Linked DNA regions of Mus musculus: all the other regions are linked to region 2. The links are chromatin contacts, called in public HiChIP or PLAC-seq and promoter capture Hi-C maps. All regions are on one chromosome and are shown on one strand. The core of a region is the stretch at or near the end of the contact, and the rest is flanking DNA. Distances in the headings are between cores, read along the strand shown.

What was found. Promoter capture Hi-C pulls out the DNA fragments that hold promoters and counts their contacts. HiChIP or PLAC-seq counts read pairs in DNA pulled down with a chosen protein or histone mark.
Region 1: a contact with region 2 is called in a promoter capture Hi-C map of the HPC-7 cell line, with 2.2 times the contacts expected there. The contact joins the promoter of Zfp202 here to the promoter of Gramd1b in region 2. A contact is called at or near these places in 2 of 39 promoter capture datasets (the C10 cell line and the HPC-7 cell line), 1 of 115 datasets of contacts at active chromatin or transcription factors (memory CD8 T cells) and 2 of 9 other capture datasets (adipose tissue and liver).
Region 3: a contact with region 2 is called in an H3K4me3 HiChIP or PLAC-seq map of stem cell-derived neural progenitor cells, with 4 times the contacts expected there. The contact joins the enhancer-like site here to the promoter of Gramd1b in region 2. A contact is called at or near these places in 5 of 484 Hi-C or Micro-C datasets (the Ba/F3 cell line, bone marrow-derived macrophages, erythroblasts and 2 more), 15 of 115 datasets of contacts at active chromatin or transcription factors (bone marrow-derived macrophages, craniofacial prominence, effector CD8 T cells and 10 more) and 1 of 9 other capture datasets (macrophages).
Region 4: an H3K27ac HiChIP or PLAC-seq map of extraembryonic endoderm stem cells shows a contact between it and region 2, with 4 times the contacts expected there. The contact joins the enhancer-like site here to the promoter of Gramd1b in region 2. A contact is called at or near these places in 4 of 39 promoter capture datasets (the C10 cell line, the HPC-7 cell line, hippocampal neurons and 1 more) and 4 of 115 datasets of contacts at active chromatin or transcription factors (bone marrow-derived macrophages, embryonic stem cells, extraembryonic endoderm stem cells and 1 more).

Annotation. Positions count from the first base shown.
Region 1 is chr9:40,190,386-40,193,574 of GRCm38.p6, reverse strand. It overlaps Zfp202 (zinc finger protein 202), which reads right to left and starts at 1,259. Exons shown (of 7, transcript NM_030713.2): 1 at 1,138-1,259.
Region 2 is chr9:40,453,938-40,457,015 of GRCm38.p6, reverse strand. It overlaps Gramd1b (GRAM domain containing 1B), which reads left to right and starts at 1,252. Exons shown (of 20, transcript NM_172768.2): 1 at 1,252-1,722. The coding sequence starts at 1,346.
Region 3 is chr9:40,755,795-40,759,271 of GRCm38.p6, reverse strand. All of the region lies in intron 1 of Clmp (CXADR-like membrane protein), which reads right to left. Among named protein-coding and RNA genes, the nearest start is that of Hspa8, 44 kb to the left of the region's middle. Within about 2 kb of position 1,756, at least 182 of the 459 cell types and tissues checked have an H3K27ac peak or open chromatin away from gene starts, as enhancers often do. A contact at or near this core is called in the Ba/F3 cell line, bone marrow-derived macrophages, embryonic forebrain and 6 more, where this site is marked.
Region 4 is chr9:40,782,349-40,785,770 of GRCm38.p6, reverse strand. It overlaps Clmp (CXADR-like membrane protein), which reads right to left. Exons shown (of 7, transcript NM_133733.5): 7 at 452-3,422. The coding sequence ends at 3,161. Among named protein-coding and RNA genes, the nearest start is that of Hspa8, 17 kb to the left of the region's middle. Within about 2 kb of position 1,515, at least 171 of the 459 cell types and tissues checked have an H3K27ac peak or open chromatin away from gene starts, as enhancers often do. A contact at or near this core is called in the HPC-7 cell line, bone marrow-derived macrophages, embryonic stem cells and 3 more, where this site is marked.

The DNA of each region.
Region 1 (3,189 bases), core at 10-2,509, 260 kb after region 2:
GAAAAATGTACTGCCTTCCTCCTAACCCTTTTATGTTAGGCAGCAATAGCAGAAAGTGACTCAAGATATTTGATGGCCTCCAAATATCCCACTGTCACTTGCTTCTCCTAGCAAGCTTCTCACAGCCATCCTGACACTTCATTGAAACTGTTTTCTGGATTAAGGTCCATGGGGCTGCTTCAAAGAAAAAGCTGCACAGAGAGATGCCTTGTGACTTCGTTGCCCCAAGCTTTCCCTACTGCCTTTCACCTGTAGACTATGGACAGAATAACCTGACAGCAAAACCCTAGATGTGGCACTCCTAACCACGACCAAGACGATAAGCTGGACCTAGAGATCTCCCTTTGGGGAGTTCTGCACAGAGAAAAGACAGCGCTATCCATGTGTAGAATACGAGACAGCCACAGCCCAGGGGAAAGTGTGTGAGAGGACCAGGTCGGCCATGGAATAAAAAACTAGCAAACTTTCAGTCCACTATGGAAAGTCCCGCAGATGGTGAGATGAGCTGGAGAAGAGGTCCCCGAGCTGGTTGTCAGGGGTAGGAAGAAAGAAGTTCAGACAGTGCAGACAGTAGCCTCTAGCTCTACAGGGAAGTTCTGAGCCTGTCACTAAGCCAGGTGAGAGCCACACGCTAGACGGCCAAGGACTGGCAAGGATCACAGGTGATAAGATCGCATGTGAAGGGGGCGGGGTTCGCTGGGAAGGAGGGAAGGCAAAACCTGCAGGGAGGGCTCTGGAGCAATGTGCGATGCAGAGTGAAAAGTCTGAAGAGAGGGGAAGGTGGGCGTCAAGGGGCCTAGGCTACACCCCACTGGCTTCTAGCGCACCGGAGCGGTTGGTATGGACGCAATCCGAGGGGCACAGTGCATGTCCGCAGGCCCCCAGAGGGGGCGGAAGGAGGTGGCTGGGCAGAGAAGCCTGGAGTGCCACCCTTGTCTCCGGACGTCCCGGCTCTGGCCGCGAGGAGGTGACATGGTTACAACGCCCAGGCCGCGGGGACCCCGCCGCCACCCCTTCCCTGGCAGGCGCTGTCCCCCGGCGCCGGGGGGGCGGGGTCTGCTGCCCCTCCCAATGCTCCTGCCCTTCCCTCCCCGCCCGCTGCGGTGCCCGCTCGCCGGCCAGGTCCCCGACACTCACGTCTCCCGCGGCTCCGGCGGCTCCTCCCCTGCCCGGTGCTCCCCCACCCACTCCCGGCCGAAAGAGCCGAGCGGGATCCGAGTCGCGCGGGGCCCAGCGGGTCGGAACACGTGGGTCCTCTGCGCCCGGAACCGGAAGCGACCACTCGCCCCACCTCCAAGGGGTGCTGGAGCCTGTCTAGGCTGTAGGAGGTTTGGTCCACTCGTTGTGTTCCTGTTGGTCGAAGCCTGGGGCTTCTCCAGTGAGACCCATGCCGGGAAGCATTCCCTGGACTGCTGCCCTCTATGGCCAGTCCCCTTTGCGGCAAACCCATCACCTTCCTAGGCGTGGTATTCATTGTCCACTTCCTACAGGGTTTTGTTTTCATCTTTCATGTTGGTTTTGGTATCTACATCTCCACAAGAGAATCCCCTCCTTCCCACGCAGTTTTCTTTTCCTTCAAGCATGGAAGAATAAAAAAAGAAAGGTTTAGATTTGAATGCTGGCTCCTTCATGCACAGCTGTTGCCGGGCCGCCAGAACATCTGCCTGTCAACTCTGTCCGTCTTGAAAAAACACAAACTGTTGGTCTTAGAACTAAAAACTGGAAGGTAGACTGAAGCTCAGTAAGGAAATGGTGGTGTTGTCTATTAACCTTTGTGTGCTATTTTGGTGCCTCTTTGCCACTGTCTTCCCTGATCTAAGTTGTTCATTTTTGTCTTTGTCCCTAACACTTCTATAGTCCATCTTGCCCTGAATGTCACATGGTGACATGTGCAAGTCTTCTCCTTTCAGCCATTTCTTGAAAACCGTTTCCGTTCATGGGACAAACTGCTCGAGACTGCTTAGCATACTTTGAACTGGACATGTTAATTGCTTTTGCTAGAGAGGCAGCTGTGTTCTGCAGAGGGTGTTACAACACCCTTGATCAAAGCTTTGTTGAAGCCCCAACTGGAAGACTGTTCTTCGGTCAAAGGAGTGGATGGAGTCTACCTCTAGCCTGGCTGAAGACCGAGCAATCGTGAGATTTAATCCAGTTGTGCCCAGCCAATCACCTGACCACCCCACCAGAATGCAAGTTCACTTAATACCGTGGTAAAAGACATGGGAGTTGGTGACGGTATCCCTTTAATGAGATAGATAATGTACTTTTTCAGAAACCTGATTCTGTTCAGTTCAGGCAGTCAGTGCCAGAATGGGCAGGTCTGTCTGCCCTTCTGAGTCCTGACTAAGGTATACTTTTCCCCTCCTCCTCCTCTTCCTCTTCCTGTTCCTCTTCCCCCTCCTCCTCCCCTTCGTTTTTTTTTTTTTTTTTTTTTTTTTTTTTTTTTTTTTAAATCTTTATCTGAGGACACTGGACAGAGCCAAAGTATGCTTTTTCTGTTACTTGGAGCCTTTCTATTATTTTCTGAAGTATCCCTCCCTCTGCTGCACTATGTGACTGCTTACAATGACAGGTTTGTTTTCTTCCTCTTGTCCATTTTCTTTTTCTAGGCAGGGGCTGAAACTGAAATTTAGTTTGCCTGCTCTGTTTTTTTTTTGTTTTTTGTTTTTTGTTTTTTGTTTTGTCTAATAAAATTGTCTTTGAGGTTTCTTCTTAGTGCATTTTAAAATTCTATCGTTAATGGGGCTAAGTACCCCGAGAAGGGTACTAAGTAATGAAGGTTTAGTATGAGAATTTGCTCCTCCAATTATGGAGGCTGAGATGATGGTGCAGGATCTGTGTGGACTGCAGAATGGAGAGCTGAGAAACTGGTGGCGACATCCAGCCCCAGAACAGGTAGGTGAAGGTGGGGTGTCGCTGCAAACCCGGCATCAGCAGGTTCCAGGATCAGGTTCTTGGTATATCAGGATGAAACAATGCCTTGCCTTAAAAGAGGGTATTTTGCTCTCTCCTGCCTTTCTCTTCTATTCAGCTCTCAACAGATTGACTGAGACCCACTGATTCAAGTGCTAATAACTTCCACACTCAAACACATGGCAAGGGTGTGTAAGGGACACAGATTTTTGTCCAGTTATCTGGGCATCCCTTGGCCTGGTGAAATAGACACAGACTTTTCCTGGATCAAGTTTG
Region 2 (3,078 bases), core at 3-2,502:
AGGCCACAGTAAACGGTGTGACCCAACCCATTCCCCAGCAAGATGAAGCAGCATCACACAGTCTCAGGAATGTCCAAGGATGCACTTGACTCCCTGGAGTCTCTGAGGGTGGTGCACCGGCTAACTTCTCTCAGCCTCTTTGCCTTTCACTTATAATCGGGCTATAGTTTTGGCCAGGCCACACACCATGTATCCAGTATCTTTCCCTTAATGGTCCTGTGTGTCCTGTGTCTTTCCACCCTATCGTGTGTCTTTGTGTCCGTGTCTGGTGTCCTCAGCTTATTCTACAGAACTGTCTTTTCTTCCCAGCTTGCCATTTTGGAAGCAGCCTCCAGGAACTTTCCATTTTCCTTCTGATTATGTATGCCCTGTCTTCCTGGTCAGCACTCCAAACAACTCGGAGAACGCGCATTTCTTAGGAGAGAGATTTGGCTGAAAAGTCACCCAGTTTTCCTTCAACCCTGTATCTTGGGTGGTCTGCGAGGGAGGGCTAAATCCATTGATTCCCCTCCCCCAGGGGAAAAAAAAACAGGGAGTTTGCTAACCAGAGCTGCTTAGCCAATCGTTGCCTTGAGAAAGTTTGGATTGTGCTCCTATTTCATTAGGCTGATTGGAGCAGCCTTGACTCGGAGGTATAGTCCCTCCCCAAGGGATTCCGTGTACAGTTACAAGGCTGTCGCTGGCTGTCGCTGCCTGTGCGTGTCCTTTCAGGCTAGCAACCCACTCCCTCCTCAGCCCCCACCCCCCTCCACCTACTCCACCTTTTTTTGTTTTTATCTAGTGTCTCCCTTGCTCTCTCTCTCTCTCTCTCTCTCTTTCCTCTCCCTCCTACCACCGCCTCTTCTTCCAGTCCTCCACTCTCCTGCAGCGCCAAGCCGGCTCCCCAACGCAGTCGGCTGAACGCAAACCACTGAGAGTTTGCTGCGCAGTTCCCTGGGGTCCGGGGCCGCCGAGTCCCGCTAAGGCAAAGACACCGGCAGAGAGAGCAAGCGAGCAAGCGGGCGCAGCGGAAGACAAACACACGGGCACGCGAAGGGGAGCCCCAGGAGGGCAGCCGGGTGGCAAAGCTTGGCAGGCGACTGTCACTGCGTCCCGGGTCGCCTCTTCCCTCGTCGGACTGAGCGAGGAAGCGCGCTTCTTAAAGTTCTAGACCGCAGGAGGCGGCGTCCCCTTCAGTCCCCTCCTCGCGGCGCTCCAGGAAAAGGAACTTGATCTACTGGCAGGCTCGAGCCTCCCGCTGAACGTGAGAGGGGATAGTGCCACGGGCCCCAGGGTAGGGAGCCGAGAGAGGAAGCCTCGAGCCAGGCTGCAGGCGGAGGGCACGGAGCAGCGGCCAGGGACCCCGATGCCGGCGGCCAACATGATGGAGAACCTGCAGCTGCCCGCCCTGCAGGTGCCAGAACCTCAGGGCGCACCCGAGGGCAGCGCGGTGTGGTCCAGCTCGTCCACCCCCACGCTTCGCCGCCGGCGCTTTAAGATGCGCCGGATGAAGAACGTGCAGGAGCAGAGCCTGGAGGCGGGGTTGGTAGCCCCGGACCTACCCGGCGTCCTGGCCCCCGGCAAGGAGTTCCTGCAACTGCCGTCCATTGAGATTACGCCCTCCAGCGACGAGGACACCCCGTGGTCCAACTGCTCCACACCCAGTGCGTCCCCGCGCCGAAAACGCTTCCTGCTCCGCAAGTGGCTGAGGGTGAGGGAGCGGAAAGAATGCAGTGAAAGCAGGTAGGTTCCAGTTTCTCTCCAGCAGTCTTCCCCTGAACCTCTCGCCCCTCCCCAGGGCGGTCTAGGACCCTAGGGCATTCTGGTGGAAACTTCCGGGATCAAAGAAGGAGCTTATCGCGTCACCTTGGCGTCTTCAGGCACTGCCAGGGCACCAGGGCTACCACACAGCCTAGAACTAGGGACTTTACATTACTTGATGTGTTTGACATAGGTTCATGCTGCGTTTCATTTCTTGACCCTCACAGCAAAATGGCCAATACAGTGTTATCTTTTATTATCTCTTAAGCCCTTACTGTGCGCAGACTACTGTCTGTGGTGAGGGCTTCACCTGAGGATGGAATTTGGAGAAATTAGGTAGATAGTATTAGGCTATGATTCCATTGTACAGGTGGAGGTGTCGGGAGACTAGTGACAGAAGTTTAAGTGACGCCTCCACATGGACTTCCGAATCCCATTTCACTTTTTGTCATTTTCTTTTTCCTACACTACCCTGCTGGTACAGGTCCATGTTGCCTATGGAGAGGTGACGTATTCACATTTTCTACCACATCACGGACACATCTCACGATCGATCACCGTGCCAGCTTCAGTTTTGCTAGGGAGATGTTTGCTGTTCACATTCAAGAACTAGCATGAAGCTCACAGGGTAATGTGTGTGTGTGTTGCTTCAGGAAGTTGCCCATGGTGGCATGGAGTCCCCGCTACTCATGGATACCATGTCCCCTCTTCAATTTACTTCTGGACTCGGGGTATGACCATTAGCAGAGGTCTGTACTATTAGAGGGGGCGGGGTGTTGCTGTTATTGCTGCTGGTGGTAACTAATGGGAGTTCATTCACCCTATCATTTCACTTTCGTTCATTATCACTTATTGAGTGGGTCTCAAAAGCTCAAAAGTGACACCAGCAAGTGTGGGGATCTTGAGGGGGTCTCCAGGGTATGAAGGGGTGTGGAAGCTAAGCTTGATAGGACACTTTTAAAAAGTTTGCCTAGCATACAGGTGCCCCTAGCACTTCCAACATAAAATAAATAAATAAAGCTGTGTGGCACCTGCTTGTAGGCCTAGAACTCAGGAAGAAGAGGAGGAGGATCCTTGGGGTCTGAGATACATGGAGGTTACACGGAAAGGTTGACCTCTTAAAAACCCCAAACCTAAATGAAACCAAGCCAAGCCAAGCCAAATCCGAACCAACTAACCATATAACGGAAGCAGCTGAGACATGCGAGTTTCATTCACACGGAAGTGATGGAGCCATTGGAAGATTTACACTCTGTCATCTGTAGTCACTGTACAAGAAAAGGTAACCTTGGAGATGTAGGAAAAGGCCGAGGAGAGAGGGGCTCAAATGATGACAAA
Region 3 (3,477 bases), core at 507-3,006, 300 kb before region 2:
AGGTTCTAAAAGAAAGGAAACTGCTGGTATCGCTGAGTGCCTTGCTGGTCATGCTGGAACACATCTATAAGCCCAGCTACTTGGGAGGCTGAGCCTAGATGGTCACTTGAACTTGAGCATGACAGTCAGACCCTGTCTTTAAAATAGAGAAAACAAAGGTCAACTCTAACGTCCATGTGCCCCTAATCCCATCACTTGGAGTCTAAGGTAGGAGAATCAAAAGTTTGGGGCCACCCGGGGTAAAAAAAAAAAAAAAATTAAAAAGATGGGGTCAGGGGCTGGTGAGATGACTCAGTGGGTAAGAGCACTGACTGCTCTTCTGACGGTCCTGAGTTCAAATCCCAGCAACCACATGGTGGCTCACAACCACCCATAATGAGACCTGATGCCCTCTTCTGGTGCATCTGAAGACAGCTACAGTGTACTTATATATAATAATAAATAAATCTTAAAAAAAAAAAAAAAAGATGGGGTCAGAGAGTTGGTTCAGCAGTTAAGAGCACTGGCTGTTCTTCCAAACCAGGATTCTTGCCTCTCTTATCACGTGTACCCCAGATGTCAAGTTCTTTTAGAACAAATGTGGTGCAAAGTGCAAGGCTGTGAAATGCAACACACGTGTTACACTTATATTTGAACAAATGTGTATGTGCCGAGCTTATGTGGTGCAACCAATATAGAAATAACTTTTAAAAAAAGATTTATTATATCTAAGTACACTGTAGCTGTCTTCAGACACACCAGAAGAAGGCATCCAATCCCATTACAGATGGTTGTGAGTCACCATGTGGTTGCTGGGAATTGAACTCAGGACCTCCAGAAGAGCAGTCAGTGCTCTTAACTGCTGAGTCATCTCTCCAGCCCAAAATCATACTTTCAAAATCATACTTTTACTGCCTATGTGAGAAGATTTCCTGTAAACTAACATAGTTTTGCTTTTGGTTTTTGCTTTTGTGAGTCTGAATACATAGCAGATAGCCAGTCAGCATTTAGACCTATTTTACTGTTGAGTGAACCTTGGCACAGGGGAGGAACATCGTGAGATGAGGTCCGGTTAAATCATTTAGAGTGGAAATGCTCTATAACATTGCCGGTTCTCCTTCAGCCCACATGGCAGCCCTCAGGAAAGCGGAGAAACTGACTGCACTGTACTGTGTTGGGCTTGGCCGAGGATGCGCTAGCTTTCATTCGCCGCTGAAACCCGCAGAGTTGTCTTAGCTTCGTGCAAAGCTCAAGAACTGTACACCACCCTCGTGCATCCAGGAGGCCCTTGCTATATGCAGAATAAACAAATGCAAAGGCTCTGCTGTGAGACTTGCTGAGGGAGGCCACTAGAGGGAAACAAAGGCCCAGATTTGGACGATGTCCCCAGAGGGCCGGAACAAGGTGGTGGGCGGTGTACACTGCGCTCTCTAGCTTCTATTTATAACACATCCAGAATTAAATACAGCAGCGCCAGGAGGGTGCCTTCGTGAATACAAACGACTTCAGCGAGGCAGGGAGTGTCAACCAGAGCCTACGGATCTGCCTATTTTCTTGAACCTTAAGTCCCCGTCCTCCCTCCTCCCGACCCCCCCCCACCTCCTCCCCACCATCCTCCCCCCTCCCCCCAACTCCAAGATGCTACCAGATTTCTGGGATTTTTTTTTTTTTTGGTCATCTTAAGAAATAATTTTTACCATATGTTGAATCTACAGTTTGAGCTGGCAGGGCCCTCGGTAGTGTTTGTGGGAACTGCTTAGCATGTGCCTGCCATCTGGTGGGTGAGAGGGAATGGGCAGGTCCAGCCACCCTCTGGCTGCTAGCATAGGATTTCCTGGGCAACAGGGATCAACCTTAGGGCGAAGAAACCCTTACAGTCGGTATAACTTAGGAGGAGATCACAGCCTGGCCAAGCTAGTGAGTCGCAGGGGTTCAGGGAAGGGAAGAATTTTTGAAATTTTTGCTGCAGTATTTATCGATAGGAAGCGGGGTTTGGAAAGAGGCTTCTTGTGTATATGCAAAACGCCTTCCTGGAAGCCTTGGGCTTTCCCTAGTGGGGATTTCACGGGCAACTCAGACACTTAACAAGGTGCTAGTGGGAACCTCTCAGCCTTAGCGTTATCAACAGCCACTCCCCCACCCCCATCCCCCGGCCTGGGGTCAGCTGCCCTGGAAACCGCTCCCTCCGTGCTCCTCCATGGTAAGGTGGGACTAATTCTTCGTGTACTTGCTGCTTAAGATTAGCTTAAGATTTTGCGCTCTAAAACCTTGGGTCTCATTGGACTCCTTTGATCATTCCAGACTTTTTTTCAAAAAGACCAGGCAAGAAGGAGTTTTAACAAAAAACATATTCATATCCCCCGCCCCTCTCATAAGGGATAGTGGGCTGGGCCGTGACCAAAGAACAACCTCTAACCTCTCTTCTTCCTAAATAAGACTTTACTACTTTCCCAAAGCTCATTGAATGCCCAAGGCGGACAACTTGTCCCTAGTCACCCATGTTTGCTCTTCCTGAAAGGTTACCCCATGAGTACAGGCTCCCTACATGTTCCCAAGCTCCGAGTAATGAACTAAGGAAATGACCCCTGAATGTATAGTCAAAGCAGGCTCTAGGCAAGGCCGCAGCTCTTGGTGTAGGAGTTATCATCCAAGTAATTTACCAGCCTGTGTAGATCAGAGTTTACAAAGTTAGAGCATCCCATGGCAGGGATCGAAAGTCTGGTCTTTCACATTGTGCAGTATACAGTACAGTGCCCTCTAGTGGGCGACACAGATGTAGCCTCCCTTTCTTCCATTGAGTGAGAACATTTTTCAATGGTTAGGGGACATTTAGTATTCACTAACCTTGAGTGGGAGGAGTTTCCCCATATTTTGCTTTACCCAGAATGCTCCAGTAAGCCTCAGGAGAATGGATGCATCGGATATACGTAAGAAAGTAAGGTATTAGAAAGTAAAGTCATTCGGATATTTGCAAGCCTGAAGCAGGGAAAAAGCTGTGAATACTGTGACTTCAAAGTTAGCCTGGGCTACACTGACTTATCCTGTCTAAAAGCAAAACACAGAGAATGAACAAAAACAAAGGGAAAAGCCGTATTTCATTGTATAGATCAAGAATTAAGACACGGGCTGGTGAGATGGCTCTGAGTTCAAATCCCAACAACCACATGGTCGCTCACAACTATCTGTAATGGGGTCAGGTCCCCTCTTCTGGCTTGCAGGCATACATGTATACATAATAAATAAATCTTTAAAAAAATTAAGACACACAGTGACTCAAGCCAAGTTGTAGAGTCCTGTGGGGTGTGGGGGTGTATGTGTATGCATGAGTGAGGCATTCACACTTTCTGGAACACTGTATACATTTCATGAGGCACCATGGACCCGGATTTAGACAGTCTCCTGACCTCTCTCAGCCTTTTCTTCTCTGCTTGTTTTTGTTTTTTGTTTGTTTATTTGTAGACAGGGTTTCTCTGTGAAGTTCTGCCTGTCCTGGAACTT
Region 4 (3,422 bases), core at 266-2,765, 330 kb before region 2:
GCTTTAATTACTTGTCTGCTGTAATTAACTTGACCATGATGATTTGGGCCTGTGGTCTTTCTCCTCTCATCTTTGGGATTAACTAGACCCCGGTAACTGAATTAAATAAAACTCGTGACTGAAACCAATCACTAATCATATACGGTCCGAGTTCTGTTCTTCTGGCAGCAAGGCATACATACATATCCTGTGCAGGTTAAATAGCCCCAGCTCCTCCTTGGGTGCCACCGTCCCTTATTTATTTTCTCATTGCTGTTACAAATGGACTTACAATCAATAACTGCTTTTGTGACAAGTACCACCCGGTTTACAAGGCAACACAGCAGACTGACACACAAACAGCATAGTACCAGAAACGAAACATACCATAAATACCTTTTGGAACAGCAATTCTGAAATGCTTTGTGTACAAGATGACAACAAAAACATTAATCTTACTATTTTACAAATGTCAGTTTGGCTTATATATTTTATTGAAACGGTTATTCTTTAAACATACACATTCCTCCTCCTGCATTTTCTTACAAACATTTATTATTACTTTTTTTTTTTTTGCTTTTGCCCATCAGTTTTTTGTTTGTTTGCTTGTTTTTGTTTTTTCCTTTTCTATTTGTTTCACATTAAAGACTCAGCTGGCTTGGTTTGCAAAGTCAATGGAATAAGGTTTGGAGCCAGTCATGGCTTTTGCTCCATCTTCAGCTCATTCTCTGTCTTATTTAACCGCGAATGGCTGATGCTGAGGCTCTGTCGTTACTAAGACTTCAGTGCCTTATCTCTCAGAATTTCTCAGCTCCCAGTATAATGTTTGGCGTGTTTTAATGCAGTTTTCCATTGGAAAGAGTTTCCAAAGTAATTTGGATATTCAGTGGTATTGGTTTCTAACAACACGTTTAAAGAATTGGAATTTCCTTTTCAGACAAAGGGGACTGATCCCTGCTTGCAAAGCACAGGCAGGAAATCCGATGCTCAAAGGCAGGGAACAGTGAGAAAATTGCTCCTGACAGCGCAGCTGCAGCCTTCATGGTAAGCTTGCATGGCTCAGGGACTCCAGGAATGAGAACGCTCAGAATTATATAGCAGGAGAGACATGTTGCTTGGATACCATCCTCCAAGAAGGATAAAGTGTAATCAGAGTAAGGGGCTTAAAATAAAAATCTTACAATGAGATAAGAGTTAGTATAAGAAGCATTCAAATATGCCGGTTCTCTCAAATGGACAGGCACCTGTGTTGTTTCCTCAATGTCTCTTATTTCTACCTCTTTAAAAGGAAGACAAAACTCAGGTTAGGACGGTCACTTTAGCATGCACAAAGCCCACCCAAACGAACCCCAAACAACTTAACGCAAGCATCATTTCCCAGGCACTTTAGAAGGAAATGTGTGTACATCCTGTGAGGATGCTCTTATGCCAATTAAACGTAGGAATAAGAAGCCAGAGACACAGGGCAGTGGTGAGCCTCAACCTTTTCCTGGAAGCATCCGAGTCCTGCTCCAGAGAACACTTCATCTCAGCAGCCACAGCACTTCCGCTTTTCTCTAGCCTTTGCCCTGGTCAACAATAGGAAATGCTCCGCTCCACCCACCACGACCAGCTGACTTTGCTTTGTTCTTTGAAGGGCTCATTCAGGTTTAGCAGCTGTGCCTTAAGTGCCCTAATCTTCAAAACCTTCTAAAAGGCAAGTTACTTGTCCTGGAAAGGCTGCCTTTTTTTTTTTTTTTTTTTTTAAACATTTCTCAGACACCTTTCTTCTCCTTGTGTGAGTTGTTTGATACTTTTGCTGGTAGTGAATCCTTTCTGCTAATTCCTTCCCAAGCGCCAACGCCAAAAATGTTAACAGCCTTGAGCTGAACCCACTCCCACCGCCCACCACCCCTTGTTTTGCTCACCACCTACTCCCTAATGGCAGTTTACTCCTTCCAAGTCTCTTGGAGTCTACCGCTGAGAAGAAAGACAGCGAGGATACCGTTCAACCTCTCAGCGGGGAGAGGGCCATGGGAGGGGTTTGGGTTTCAGTGCCTTTAGGAAATGATTGCTGAAAATTTAAGGCCTAGAATCATCAAAAGTCCCACATTTGCATCCTTCTAGAATGAAAGAATCGCCAAGTTTTGGGCCAGTATCAAATGTCCTTTGACCTACTGAGAGAAAGGTCTACTCTCCCTCTCTATTCCAAGCAGTCTTGAAATTCTGGTTGCTCTTGTTCCCAGAAAGAGGAGCAGGAAGTGGTATGCAAGGGGATCTTTCAACATCCCTGAGAGACTTTCTCTAGAGGACTGTCCCTAAGGACATTCATTAAGTGACATGTAGTGAGTATTTGTTTCTCCTAGAAACATCCAGCAGAGAAGTCTTTAGGGGAGTCAGTCAAATTGGAATAAAGAGCCACAACTGCCCCGGGATAATCGTCTTGATATCTGTTGTCAAGCCTCTGAATATCAAAAAGGAAAGCTCTTCAGAGAATCATGTCCCATCTTGGTTGGACTCCCTCCTTAGTTATTATTTTAGGGTTCGACGGAAATAGGAAGATTGGCTGTTGATGAGGTAAGAGAAAAGTCCCTTTTCTCTGTCTCCCACATTGCAAATCCTCCCCAACCAACGTTCAAACCTTATGACACAAGAAGTCAAGTCAAAGTAGAAAAAAAATGTGTTTCCTTCTTTTTTTTTTTTTTTTAATGTGAATTTCTTAAACGCAGTTCTCCCAGTACATGTTGCAGATAGGTATATTATAAGGCGTGGGCTTCTGTTTTGACTATCTGAATAATCACACTAATCCAATAAATTTGCAGAAATGAATAGAAAATTGATCTACGAGATTCCCGCTTCTTCTTGACTGTGGTGACTTGCAACATCCTAGGTAAGATGTTTCAGGTGTGTGCAGCCTCACCTTTCCCTTTATTTTCACCAAATAAGCTTGGGCCCCTCCTCCCCTCCACTCTGTCTGAAGGCACAGTGAGGTGCCTTTAGAGATAGATGGTCAGCCTCCGTCCTTGTGTTTGTTTGGTATCCTATATAAGGAGGGTACTCATCAGAACTGGTCCGTGCCATTTCTGCAGCTACTTAAGTGAGATCGTATCTGGCTGAGGGGCTTGCGTGGCTGGTGGACGAGCTCCAGTGACTAGGCTAAGATCCTGACTTTGGGGCAAGCGCAAGTCAAGTCCACTCTAAGTCAGACAGTTTGGAAGGCTTTGCTCTGGCTGGGCGTTGTGCTGAGTGTGGTTTCTGCTTTGGTCAGGGTCGTATGGTGGACTTTCTTTGGTTCAGAACCTCTCACTTCCGGTCCTATGAGGCTGTATGCCTGCGGGGCTAGCCCGGGCTGCTGCGGCGCTGCTTCACTCGACAGCGTCCGCTGGCTTCTGGAGGCACTGTTCCCGGTGGAGCGGGTGGAGGAGGAGCCAGAGCGTGAGCTCCGGGAGCCTGAGGAAGAGGAG